Regions from separate parts of the Mus musculus genome. Here region 1 is linked to region 2. Evidence: chromatin contacts called from public Hi-C data. All regions are on one chromosome and are shown on one strand. The core of a region is the stretch at or near the end of the contact, and the rest is flanking DNA. Distances in the headings are between cores, read along the strand shown.

Region 1 (6,964 bases), core at 1,920-4,419, 220 kb before region 2:
CACCCACTGGAGCTGGATATGAGTGATTGTGAGACACCTGATATTAGTGCTAGGAATTCAATTTAGATCTTCTATAATAGTACATGCTCTTAATCACTGAGCCACCTTTTGAGACCCTATAAATACTCAATAGAGACATTCACAGGACAAAAGACAGTCTAAAACAAGATCTGCATTCATACCCAAGAATTGAGCCCCTACCTTGTTCTTTAGCTCTGGGAACATCCTGAAGTTTTAGCTTAGGCCTCACTGGGAAGTTGAGGCAATCACCCTCCAAGGCAGGAATCCTATAGTAAGAGTCTTTGGTCCCTTAGATGGATTCCAGCAATGTACAGCTTGCCAGACTGAAATGCCACTCCACCCTTTTCCATACAAAGGGCTTCATTTTAATGCAGTTACACAGCTCCCATAATGAAGTTTACCTAGGACCGTTTAAAATGTCCAGCATATGCTCGCCTCGTGTCATCCACATGGAGACATGTGAGTCTGAGTGTGCTGGGATGTGAAATAGTCCAAGAAAAAAACTCCTGCTTCACTAAATTTTATCCTTGTTATTTCTACTCCTTAAGTACCCATGATAACCCTCAAATCTTTTCAGTCTCAAGCAGCAAAAAAGTTGACTTTATGATTCATTATAAGACACAAGAAATTAACAGAAATATAAAGACTCATGATAATTTGAAATCTATAGAAAGAAGCTCACTCATTCTGCCAATTGTCCTTGCTAGCACAGATAGTAGCACCCTGGGGTGTCCTCACATGCTCTGTTACCCATCAACAGCACTGCTCTGGAAACACTTCTCCATTTTCTAATAGTAGAGAACAAGATATATGTCTAATGTTACTTGGAATTCATCTTGATGACTTTGGAGAGTTTACATTCCTTAATTAATTCTTTATTACTGGCTAATTTTCAATACAAATGAATAAATCAGACTTTCATGGGATTGTGGGGGAAGCGTGCTTGGGACAATGACTATCTGAGTATAATACCACTGAGTCTTGCGATTTGTATGCAGAGTGGAGGCCCTTTCCCCAGCTCTGATCAAAATGATGTCATCAGAGGTCCTTTCAGGACTGAGTCTCTGCAGTTTTCATAGGTTCATGTCCCAACGTCAGACAGCTAAAGTATTCTAGACAGAGAAAATGACCTTACCTTTGCAAACCTCAGCCAGGTCTAATTCTACAGCTGTGTCCTAGAATACAGTTCCACACAGTTCAATGTTAGGATCTCATGCCTTTTGGCAACAGTTTGCATTTTCAGGTTTTTCATGTCAAGCACACGCAAGTACAACTTCTCACTGAATATGCATTTTAAGAATAATTTCTGTCTTCTAATAATCTCCAATCAACAGTGTAACCTGATTTAAAATGCAATCCATATAACTGTTCTCAGACACAGTCACACACGTGAGAACTTCAGAACCTGTTTTGAAATCGCCCCCCACCCCACCAGTTTTGGACATGGGATCTCACTCTATAGACTTTCAGCCCCGGCCAACCTGAAACTAACTATGTAGAATAGACTGGCCTTGAAATCATAGAAATATGCCTGCCTCTGTCTCCTAGTGATGAGATTTAAAGTTTGTACCACCACATCCAACTCTGTTTTGAAATCTTATACCAAACCTTTAATTTTATGATCTGAAGAAAGTGAATGAGGACAGTATTAATCAGGGATCAAGGCAGGAATGCAAGAACTCACTGTAAGTCACACCCAGGAGAAAAGTCAGGCACAGAAGTTAGGCTAGGCAAGGCAGACCCTATGCAATGCAATCTCTGCTACTAAATCAAAAGAGATGCCCACAGTGAGTTGGCTTTTAGGACCTAGCTAGCTCACACAGTTAAGAAGAAACCTTCAGTGCAGCTCAGTGCATGCTTTTTCTTCTCTCATTCAATATCAGCAGCAGTTGTAGGATGTCAGAATGCATAAAGATCATTGAGAATATGGTGACAGGGCAGACACAGGGTCATATCCAAGAGGAAAGGTTTTGAGCCCCAGGAAGAATCTGGGTCTTATTTCTTCTGAGTTCTCTTGGTCCCAGAGGTGCTGGAGGCTTATTCAGTGAGCCTGACACAAGCCAGTTACTTCCTAGAGAAAAGTTTCTGGAAGCTGAGCTGAGAAGTTCCTCAAATAATTCAACAAGGATGCACAAAGGTGAACAGTTTTGAGTCACCTATTATTTTCTGTCTTGCTCTTTCGTAAGCAGTGTGGTAGCCTTTCCTGTGGGTGAGGCAGAGCCAATGAACAGCAGTGCCATCATTTCATAACAATCCTGACCTCCATAGTCACTCACAGCCTCCTCTTCCCTGGAGGTAGAGATGTGACCAATGGTCTCTCTTCCCAGAATGTTCTCTGAGACTTTCAAAACTTCCATCATTTCCTTTCGAAAGGGGGTTCTTCCTTTACAAACCAAGCTAAACAGTGTGAGAAATGGCTTTGACAGGCATAAGAATAAATTTCAGCTTCTTAGTGTCTGTCACACATACATGGGTATAAGCACTACAATGTAGACAGATGGGTAAGTTCTAGGAATGAGTTTGACAGAATCTTACATGAAAAGTTTCTGCCTCTGGAAGCTCTGCTCCTTTCCTGTGATATTGTTATGGCTGTGGTAAGCTACCAAAAACAGCGCCATAATATCTATTAATCCTCATGCACGGACATGCCTTCTTTCACTTGCACAATGCCACTGATATCCACTAGTGCCCCCACACAGTGCTCTATAACTACAAAGTCTCCTTTCTTCCATCTTAGCAAGATACAGCCTCCAAACAAGAGTGAACTAAAGTTAAAGTAGAAGTGTTTCTTCTTCCATCCACTGCAGCTAAGGATCTGGAGCTGCGTTTTCTGGGCCTTGGAAAGAAATGTGGACTCAGCCTGCCGCATGCGCGACTTCCCCTCATCAGTGTGCAGTTAGTCCCTGCCAGACTGATTCAGGCCTTGGATGCTTTACAGAAGAGAGAAAGGGAGGCTCCAGGTCTATTGAGTTGGAGCGTGGCATCTGCCGCACACTGAGGGGAGAGGTCAAAGGTCATCACTCGATTTTGATAAAGCGAGCCAGATTAATTGTCTCTGGTAATCCTGTTTGTCACGGTAGATATGCAAGGGCGTCTTTGTGGCACAGGCTGACATATGGGCAGGCCTGCTGCTTGCCTATTCAGGGGCCCAGCACATGTTCTCCCCAGTTGGACAAGTTCCCAGAGCCTTGTTTGCCAAAGGAGTGGGGCCTCCTGCTCCTATTCAGCCATCCCCCATCTCCACCAAGAGGCTTTCTTCTAATCTTAAAACCTGCCTAGGCTATTGAGAGAAGCCACATTATAGGGGGACGGGGGAGGGAAAGCTAGAGACAGAAAGGAAGAGAAGGGGGCTGCTAAGGAAAGAAAGGGGGCTGAAGGGGAGAAAGGCAGACAGCCATCAGAAGCAGGAGTGAAAAAGACTCTTACAGATGGGGGTGTGGGATAGGGGCAGAGAAATATAATTACAAAAGATAGCAGCCGTGTCCTTCAGGCAGAAGCCTTCAGGGCTGATTATAGCTGCTCTCCAAATCTGAATCTATCACCAAATTATACCCTGCCTCTTTTGTAAAATAAATGTTAATAAGAGGTAATTTTGGCCCTCCTGATTGTTAAGCTCAATGGAGATAGATTTTTTCTTCCTCTGTGTGTGTGTTTATTGTAATATCTGGAGGGCTTTTTCTTCTTCTTTTTTCTGTTCCAACTAGAATTTATATTGAAACACACACACACACACACACACGTTCAGTGGTCCAACACAAGAGCCAGAAAAACAAAAAGCAAATAGCTTGAGCATTATAACAATGAAGAAACAGATAGATGGACAATTGGCCACTAATGGTCTTCTGTAGAATATTCTAGAAGTATGGTCCCTAGGATTTAGAAAAGAGTAAGCATGGAGAGATGGAGAAAAGGAATGTAGCCCTTTCTTAGTGAAAGAGGTGGGGTCCTTTTTCTAAAGAGCTTTGCTTTTCTTTAGTTTAAAAGCAAGACCCCCTTTCATTTACATAATCATTATTTTGAGTTGCTGCCAATTCTTTTGGGGGCTTTTACATTTAAAAGCACAAAAACTAGAGACAATCCCATGACAGATCTTTTGAAAATGTTCTAATGATGTGTATTTATGAACAGATCCAGAAATGGAGCAATTAGAAACAATGAATAATAATCTTTGGAGCAGACAAAGCAGAGAGAGATTCATATATGAATGTCTGATCAGAAAAGCTTTGAGGCAGACATCCCTGGGTCTTTACAGTGTGTGCTGTATGAACACAGACCAGAGACCGGGGTCTAGATGAGACAATAGCTGGACTGCCTAGACAAGTGGTATCAGATCATGGAGGCTGGTTGGTCATATTTCTGAATAAACACTCTGGCTACTATTATAATACTCCAGACAAGAGACGAAATGATTGTCATTGATTTTCAAGGGGATTCACATTCAAAATTTAAGACACTGAAGTAAGATACCCCTAAATTGTTATCTTATTCTAGGTAAGAAAATATTTTGTTTAGTTCTACCAAAATCACCGGCAACAATACACTTCTTGTTTTCACCATTAAAAATATAATACCACTATTCTTTCATTTATTCATTGCAGAAAACAAACTAAAATGGGAATCTATGAAGATCTATAAATTATTTACATTGTATTGTGACATGGTGTTTTAAGGATGAGGTGAGGTCATTTGAATAGGAGCTTGGATAGAGGACAAATATAAGTTATATTCAAATCAGGACACTGTGAAACAAGAGACATCATGCTGTGCACAGAGGGCTGAAACTTGCATAAAAGGGATTTAGAAACAACTAGGCAACCTATCTTCCTTTCTATACAAACTAGACTACTGTTGAGTTTATTTCGGGGTCTTCCCAACCTTTAAGAGACTAGCACCAGGAAAAGCCTGGGAAAGAGAAAAGAACATGGCCAACCTGTATCTACCACTCCCTCTATCACTTTAGGATATGTTGAGTCTAATCCCTTGTGTCAATATGATCAGAGCCAAGTACTTTTGGCTCACCAGGAGAACAAAGACAATACCTGGTAGCCTCAACTCCTGCTTTACGAACTTATTGCAACACTATCTTCCTTTAATTTGACTATTTTATGATGTGTGTGTGTGTGTGTGTGTGTGTGTGTGTGTGTGTGTGTGTGTGTGTGTACACATGTGCCTATGGCTGTGGAGGCCAGATGTTGACATCAGGTCACTTTCCCAGTTCTTCTCCAACTTAGTTTTGAATCAAAGTGTCTCACTAAACCTGGAGCTTACTCAGCAAGACTACCTGTTTGGTGAGCTCTCAGAATTCATCAATCTGTGCCTTCATGGAGCAGAAATGTTAGGTGGGTGCTGGGAGTCCAGACTCAGGCCCTCAGCCTTGTAGGACAAGTACTTCATCAACTGAATGAGCTCCCGGCCCCTATTTAAGTTTTATTGATTACATTTATTTGTCTTATACCTCAATTTCTTTTCCTAAGTTATCCAAAATGCCTCTTCAAATGCTGTTTCCAGGAGTCAGGCTAGCTTCAGAAGATCTCTCACAATGTACTGAGGGAAGATGGACAGCAGTCTTCCATCCTGTCTGTGCTCTGTCAAGCTCATGTCCTAGTCCGCTTCTATGCTGCTGTAACTAAACACTGACCCAAAGCAACCTGACAGGAAAAAAAAAGAAAAAAAGAAAGGGTTTCTTTGGTATATAAAGTTTATAGATGATTGTGGAAAACCACGGGAGGAATTCAAGTCCAGAAAGGAGGTAAGAACAGAAGCAAAACCATAGGCAATGTCATTTACTGACTTCCTTCCCTTGCCTGCTCAGACTCATTTTCTTGTACATTCCAGGACCAGTTGTTTAAAGATGGCACTGAGATCAGTAGTTCATTCTCTCCTGCATTAACTAATAATTATGAAAATGTCTCATAGACAGGTCCCCAGGCCTGACTGAGGGAGGAAATGCCTCAACGGAAGTTCCCTCTTATTAGGTGACTCTAGTTTGTACCAACTTGACAAAACCTATCCAGTACATTGACCCGTTATCGTTTTCACACACCATCACATCACTATTCAGTTACAGCCATTTCTTTCTTGTATATCCCCATGTTCTCATATTAATATCATAATATAGAACCTAATGCAACTTTAAAGTACCACAATCTGTAAAAATCTAATGTCTCTGTAAAATCCAAAGTCTCTCAATTACGTGCTCTAGTAAAATAAAAATAGAGTTCTATGCTTCTTAGTCTAAGAAGAATGAATGAAGTTATTGTTACAATTGAACTGAAGAAAGCCAACATCCAGAAATAGAAATCAAACAATGTACTTTAATGTCAGACATCTAAAACTCACTCATAGACTTCAGGGCTCTCAAGGCTTGGACATTTTCAAGTCTCTGGCTATGCTATATGCAGAACAGAGTTTGACTGGTAGACTGAGACCAAGTCCACTGCATCCCCACTTCTGTTATGTCTGGTCGTCCCATGGTGCTGACATTTTCAGCATACTGGCATCTCTCCAAATACTGAGGATTCTTCTTTACCAATGGACTCCCCTGGTTTGTTTTGTTTTGTTTTGTTTTGTTTTGTTTTGTTTTGTTTTGTTTTTACAGTGTCAAGACTCAGCAATTTTCATGACTTTTTATTTGCCACCAAGCAAGTATCCATTATCAAGTTCTTCTACCAGTTAGAGGTGCAGTCTTGAGCCCTCTGGAACACTTTCCTCTGAAACTTCACTAGCCCGACTTCCACCGACTGTATTTCTTTCACCGTTATCTTCAAGTTTTTCATAACAACTCATTAAACTCTGAGTACTCAATGGCTCTTCCTATGCAAAGCTCCAAATTCTTCAACACTCTTCACACAAATCAGTCTAAAAAAAAAGTTTGTTCCATCATTACAGCTCCTTACCTTACCAATATGAATTCCTATCCTTATAATTTGCTTTCTAGTGATGT
Region 2 (6,823 bases), core at 2,187-4,686:
ATGTGAATGGCCCCTAACTCTAACTAGAACCTGAATTCTAGTCATGAGCACAATACAGACACACAGACATACACATACCCAGACACACACACACACACACACACACACACACACACCAGCCCCACTCTCACTCTCCAGTCCCATGTGGCTTCTGGTTTTAGTCATTTGCTCTGCTCTGCATTCCAGCTTGTCTGTGATGAACCCTTCACCCTGATTGCAGATTTCTCCCAACACACCTACCCACCCATTCCTTTGCTCAGTCCTTTGTCCATTCCTGCCTGGATGCACTGCCTGTCCTGCATTCCTCACACTCATCCTTCTCTGAGAAAGTAGCCCAAGTTACTCCCACCTTCCCATGGGAACTCTCCTAACTTCAGTCTAGACTTATTTTTCTCTTTTCTCTAGAAAATTATGCCACCTTTGCATGTTACCCAAAGTCATAAACTTATGTGTTAGTAGTGAAAGGACATGAACCATGTGTAAGTAACCACACCAGACTAAACAGTTGGAACTCGGGTGCAAGGACGTCAAGAAAATTAATGAAAAAGAACAGGAATGGTCATTTGTGTAAAACCTAATCACCCTTTGTTGACTGCTCGCTAGACTGGCCCAGAGAACTTGCTGTGTACGTGGAACTCCACATGCAATGGCGTAGCTAAGGAAGCACTGATTCATTAGTGAATCTTGAATTGTAGTAACATCCGGTAAAGTACACTCTGTAGGCCCAGCTGTTATATTAATTGAAACAGATCTATCAGATGGGGAAGCTAAGTCTTTATAGGCAACTGAACCAATGCCATGGGTTACAGCCAAGGGTGGAGTACATCGTGGAGTCAGACCTAAGATTTTAGGATGCTTCCTTTCAAAAATCCAGGCCTTAACTCTAAATCATGATTGTATGACTGTCTCAGATGTAAAATATAAGGCAAAAAATAGTTTTTTAAAAAAAATAGTTACCATTCCTATTTTTATTGGAATGTGAAGAATTGATCTTTTTCTTCATTGCAAAGATATTTGCACAATGCCATTTCATCAGAGACACCCTGAGATACTGGCTGAGGGCTTTCTCAACTCCCATCAGCTTTGGTGATAACATTATGACATTTTCCCTTGACAGATGTTTCTTTGTCACAATGTCACAGAGATACCTCTTTCAAGAGTTTTTGTTTCATTCATTTGAAGAATTTCTGTGCCACTCACTAATTTCTGGTGTGATATGTGGAGACTAATTGAAGAAATTGTTGTGTCAAAATTTTAATTAAAGCCAATTAATATAGAATAGTTCATTGTGGATGCATTCAAGGCAACACAATTTTCAATAATCAATGAGCGAAAATCACAAAATCTCTAAGTGAAAACTGAAAAGTACAGGACTCTGCCTCTGGGAGCAATTATAGTAGCAGAATAATTAATTGTAGCGCTTTTGTTTTGTTATGATTTATAATGTCTGAAGCTAGGTAGTAATACAAGCCTTGAGATAGGATGGGACCATTGCAGCCTTTCCTCTTTAGACAATACTACAGGAGAATTGAGGGAGAAAGCTATTTAGAATTGCTGGTGCATGCTGAGCCTAGAAATCCATCTACTTTGTATAATACTTACTTGAATATTTACCTAAGCAAGCAGCTCACATTTTCTGGAATGTACTTCTTACTTCCTGCATTAGAGCGGCCAAATCTTCCCTATGTCCTTTCACATTGCATTACCCATTAAATACTAGAAATTGGCACCTCAATAGTATGCCCCATGATTGTTCGGTAAAACTGGTCCATATTCTCTATATGATAAAGTTATACATATCATTTCAAAGATTGTCCTTCAATTCAATATATGATATTATACCAAATCCCATGCCTTTAAGTTGTCATCTATATTGGTTCCTGTCTGCTGTAGGTAAGTATAATATCATATATTGAATTGATTTCCCATTTGTGTTCTTGAATGAATGATCTAAAAGTCTGGTCTTTGCTTCACAGTGCTACCGCTGAGTTTTCTTTTCTGAGCCCTAGAAGGTCTGGAAGCATCAATGACACAGGATAAGGCAAGTGAGGTACATTTGTTACATGGAAAGGCTAGTTGTAATGTTTCTCAGAGTAGAATGATGCAGAGGCTCGAGGAAGACAGAAGGTGGCCATAGCAACACTCCTGCCCATGCCCTCCTTCTGATCAAAGTTAATGAGTTGTAATCAAGTCAGATAAGTGAGTAGCTAACTAATTTAAAAGGAATAAAAAGAAAAAAAAAGGTTTCACAGTTCTTTCCAAGTAGGAAAATACATCTACTTAAAGCACTGCAATATGTCCAAGAAACTGTCAGCACCGATTATTAGGCCAGCTTCTCAAGACTTGACCCTTTGTCTGGGAGTCCACAGATGACCTTGAGCTCCCTGGAAAGGCAGTATCTATAAATAATGCATTAATCATTTTCACATGTGGGCCAAGTAAAAAATTCATATCTGCCCGTGGCTTTGAGTTGTTCTTTAGGATGCTGCTTAGGTTTTCTCTGTGGCAACCTTTAAGAGATGATTGCAGAATTTGCTGGAAATGGGAGCATAGTGTGGGCCTGTGCATTCCAACAGGAAGCTGGAGCTGTGCTTAGGAGTAGGGAAAGGCCGTGGCTGCAACATTCAATTTAAGAGTGACACATTTGTTTCAGTATATGCATTTTGTGTTTTTACTGCTTTGGTAACAGCATGAATTATCACCAGTAAGAGTGGAGCCTTCTTTTGCAAGTAGACCTCAGATAGGACATTCTAGAGGCCTGAGAACATTTCACGGACACAGAATCTGTCTCTTTCTAGCTCACCAATACAGATTTAAATTTTACACAAACAGTCCAAAGGGGCCTACTCATGTCAGGAGACTTTCGTTTGGTTTATAGTTCTGTTTCCAGTATCTTACTTACTGTTAATGAGCAATACTTAATGCGGCTCTGAGCATGCATCTGACTGTTGAATGTCTAGGAAATCCAGATTAATGTTGTATAAAGCACAGAGTCAATCTGCTAGCAAAGCACGGGATTTGAGAAAAAAAAAACTGGCCTGGCTGGATTCCTCCTGCCTCCTACTCCCTCCAAAATCTCCAAAATACATTTTTATCATCTCATTTAAGCTTAGACCTTGGGCCTCAACAAGCCTCTTTTGGTAATTAAACTATGCCTGAAAAAGAATAACAAACAAAGAAATGAATCAGAGACCTTCCTCTACCACCAAGAAAAACCCACCATGCCTGAAGTTTTCAATATTGTTTAAAATATTTATTTCCTGATCATTTTAATTGTATATCAGCTTTTCTGAATGAGCCTTGTACAAAATAAAGGGATTTTATTTGCATCTTTTATTCTCTATTGCTATGGACAAGAAAAGATTATGCCAGAAGAGAAAGGGGGAGGGGAAGACAAAAAGGGACTCTGAAACTGGGCTATTACTGCCATCTAGTGTGCAGACTGGCTGTCCAGAGGGGATGAGAGTGTCTTTGAGACAATACAATTCGAGTTTGCAGAGGATAGAGTCAGGGATGAGAGCACTTCCTCCAAGAAATACTCTCCAAGCTAGTGTCTTTCACCATGTAATGAACTCTTTTGCCATAGAGCTTTGAGTATATGGCTGAACAATATGAAGCACCCTATTTCTTCCAGCAAAAACTGGAAGAACCCCAGCCAGGTCTAAAGGCATGTTATTTCTGAGAATTTGTGTACTAGCTGCAGATGTTGGTAAGCAGGGGTAATGATTTATGCAGATGCCTGTAACCTTTGAATTGGGTCCAGATAGCCAAGTGTCCTCTGCCTTCTGCAAGGAAGGCCTTCTTTCCAAGAGCAGGGCAGGCAGTTTTGATGACTTCTTAGTCCTTTTCAAGTCTGTGGTTCTAAGTGATGCAAATAGTATTTGCTGCTCATGAGCCTACTTTCTCTGTTGCTGATAGAAATTCCACTAGGCTGAGACTCACTGTGTGAGAGTCTAAACATTAAACCTCTTCACAGGACCAGAGGCAGGGTGGCATCTCACAGGTGTTTCATATATTCCCTCCTTCGTGTGGTGCGATTATACAAAATCCACAGGGATTCTCTCACTTCAAAGTCCCTGCCAGTTCTGGCATGGATTCATTCTGGTACCGGCTAAAGACACTGCAGCTGAAATCAAATCAAGCTCGACTTCTTTAATTCACCTCAGAGCAATGCTATATCCACTGACTGCAATTCTCACTAACCCTAATACCTCACACCTTCCCATCCAGCAGGGGTTTGTTACCTTAAAAGCAAACAACTTCAGTGCTCTGGCTATATTCATAAACGATGGCTTCAAAACTCAAAAGGCAGAGACCTGCTGAGATAATGAAAGCTAATTTAGAGACTCATAAGCACAAAAAAAAAAATCTAAGCTCAGAGGAATTTTAAGTCATTACCTGTGTCAGCATAACCTAGAACTGCTGGCTTTTTTTTTTTTCCCTGTTTTCAATGTAGCCTGTAGCTTCAGGTATCTAGAATGAAAAATTAGCTCTGTCTGTCTCACAAAGGTACCATTATAGGACAAATGTGCCACTTACTATATCCATGGTGGAAAAGAAAGTGATGACATCACAGTAAGAAGGGCAGGAGCTCCAACATTTTAGGGAACCTGTAGATGGAAAAGTATACATGACAGCCAAGGACATGGCTTAGTGGCCAAAGTGCCTACCATAAAAAGCAGGTATGGAAAGCAGAGTTGGATCCTCAAACACACTTGAAAGGCAGGCAGGCAGGATGACACTTAGATTCCCAGCAATCTGGGGGGTTGGAGGGGAGGTGGAGTCAGAGTGCTAGAGACCATCTAGGTAACCAAGCAGCACAATCTGTAAGCTCTGGGCTCAACAAGAGACCCACTCAGTGAATGCAAAGGAGAGTGAGGAAGACGTCAGATATTAACTCTGGAGCCTCCACACAGTTGAATACACCTGTACACCTCTCTTTCTCTCTCTCTCTCTCTCTCTCTCTCTCTCTCTGTGTGTGTGTGTGTGTGTGTGTGTGTGTGTGTATGTGCGTGCGTGCACACATGCATGTGTGCATATGCACACAGAATACACATGAGAAGTCAGGAAGACAAAAAATGTTCATTATTATCTGTAGATTCCTCAGAACATTGTAGCTCTCTGTGTTTGTGAGCAAAATTCAGATGAATTTTCTACTGTTATTTCCATTCTCTGAAAAGTGAAAAAGCAAGAGGGGTTAATGTGTATTTGATAGCATGGGTGAAAACCGAGGATTGGATTTAATGGCTCTGGATCTTACTAATGAGTATGTTATAGAGATTACATTGCTTCACATTTGGTAAGAAAATGGGAGAAAAAAAAACTAATTTAACTGTAAGTCTTAGGTGCACATAAGCCAGAGACCTGCCCATTGTTTAGATTCAGGGCACTGAAACTGGAAATCTGAAGGCAAATCTATTGATTCATCATTAAGCCTGGTTCAGAGGTGAGTAACATTTTCATCTTATTTTCTGTAGGATTAATGTCTGCTTTCCTCATCAAAGACCCTAGGATGGAAAACTGACCCTCACCTCCGAGAAAAATGGTGCCCTTCCTTCTAAGCCACTAAACTCTGGAGCCCTGCCTCCCCAGTCACCTGGCCTCATTTATCCTGCTGCTCTAGATTTGTCCTTCTGTATCCCGCATGAGTAATGCAGCCATTGGAGAACACACAGCCTCCTGGTAAGGCATTCACCCAACTTCTCTAGGATTAATCGCGGGCTAAACTGCTAAATAACATACTGATATATTAACTCCATTAAAATCTAATTCAGTGGCAATAACTTCTAGAAAGCCAACAAAGGGCTTATGAAGAACAAAGTGAAAAAAATCCCCCAAAAGGTAAATCACTGCACTCACTGGAAGTAAATCAGAGTGAAAGACAAGGGTATGAATCAAAAGAGAGCATTGAGTCCCCATCCTGGCCAGCAAGTCTTGTGTTCTTCACCAGGCCTACCCTTGAATCCAGGTAGAGAGAGAATGGGATGCTGGTATAAACTTAAGGAAAGATGCTGAGGCTACGGGGCCTGTAAAGATAATTAGTCAGTAAGTATTTGCCGTGCAAGAATGACTATCTGAGTTTGACGCTGGATCACATGGTAAAAAGAAAAAAGAAAAAGAAAGAAAGAAAGGTAAAAGAAAGAGAGTGGATAAGCATGGTATTGTATACATGCAATCCAAGCACAGGGAAGCCAGAGACAGGAGAGCCTTCAGGATTATTGGCCTACCCAAAGGAATGCATTTGAGACCAGTGAGGAACCACATCTAAAATTAAGTAAATAAAAAGATGGCATCTTAGAGTTGATACACAAGACTCTCTTCAGGTCTCCACACATGCACACAAGCAAAAACAAGTCTACACACTAGACACACACAGACACACACAGACAGACAGACACACACACACACACACACACACACACACACACATTAGCTAATGGAATGTAGACAAAATAATTTTGATTTCATTTTCGATGATTTTCTGCTCAAGAGAGTGATTGTAGATATTAGCGAGTCTGTTCCTTAACCTTTTCCCATGAAGGCAGTCTTCTTAATAAAAGATAAGGGGGGAAGGGGAACTGAATGCCCACCATAGCTTTCCTCAAACTTTCAAGGAGAATGAGGCATGGAATAATAAACCGGAAAAAGCAAAGAGGTGGGAATTCATTTGAAAGACGCCAACAGAAGACAATGTAGAGAGAAGAGAATACTGACTTCTGCAGATAGCTGGAGAATAGGCAAGGCATTTCCTTCTCTCCCCAGCCTCAGAGGGGGAACATCAGTTGTCTGCTGACACCTTGACCTGTCTAATCTTTAGAGCCTT

The links. A called contact is a pair of places that touch in the nucleus more often than the background predicts.
Region 1: a contact with region 2 is called in a Hi-C map of cerebellum, with 2.7 times the contacts expected there. The contact joins two enhancer-like sites. A contact is called at or near these places in 9 of 484 Hi-C or Micro-C datasets (the HL-1 cell line, cerebellar granule neurons, cerebellum and 4 more) and 3 of 115 datasets of contacts at active chromatin or transcription factors (astrocytes, neural progenitor cells and stem cell-derived neural progenitor cells).

The regions. Positions count from the first base shown.
Region 1 is chr13:26,151,351-26,158,314 of GRCm38.p6, reverse strand. No RefSeq gene overlaps it. Among named protein-coding and RNA genes, the nearest start is that of 1700092E19Rik, 160 kb to the left of the region's middle. Within about 2 kb of position 3,169, at least 74 of the 459 cell types and tissues checked have an H3K27ac peak or open chromatin away from gene starts, as enhancers often do. A contact at or near this core is called in astrocytes, cerebellum and neural progenitor cells, where this site is marked.
Region 2 is chr13:25,929,619-25,936,441 of GRCm38.p6, reverse strand. It overlaps Gm11351 (predicted gene 11351), which reads left to right. Exons shown (of 4, transcript NR_045062.1): 2 at 5,478-5,682. Among named protein-coding and RNA genes, the nearest start is that of Gm11351, 33 kb to the left of the region's middle. Within about 2 kb of position 3,436, at least 52 of the 459 cell types and tissues checked have an H3K27ac peak or open chromatin away from gene starts, as enhancers often do. A contact at or near this core is called in astrocytes, cerebellum and neural progenitor cells, where this site is marked.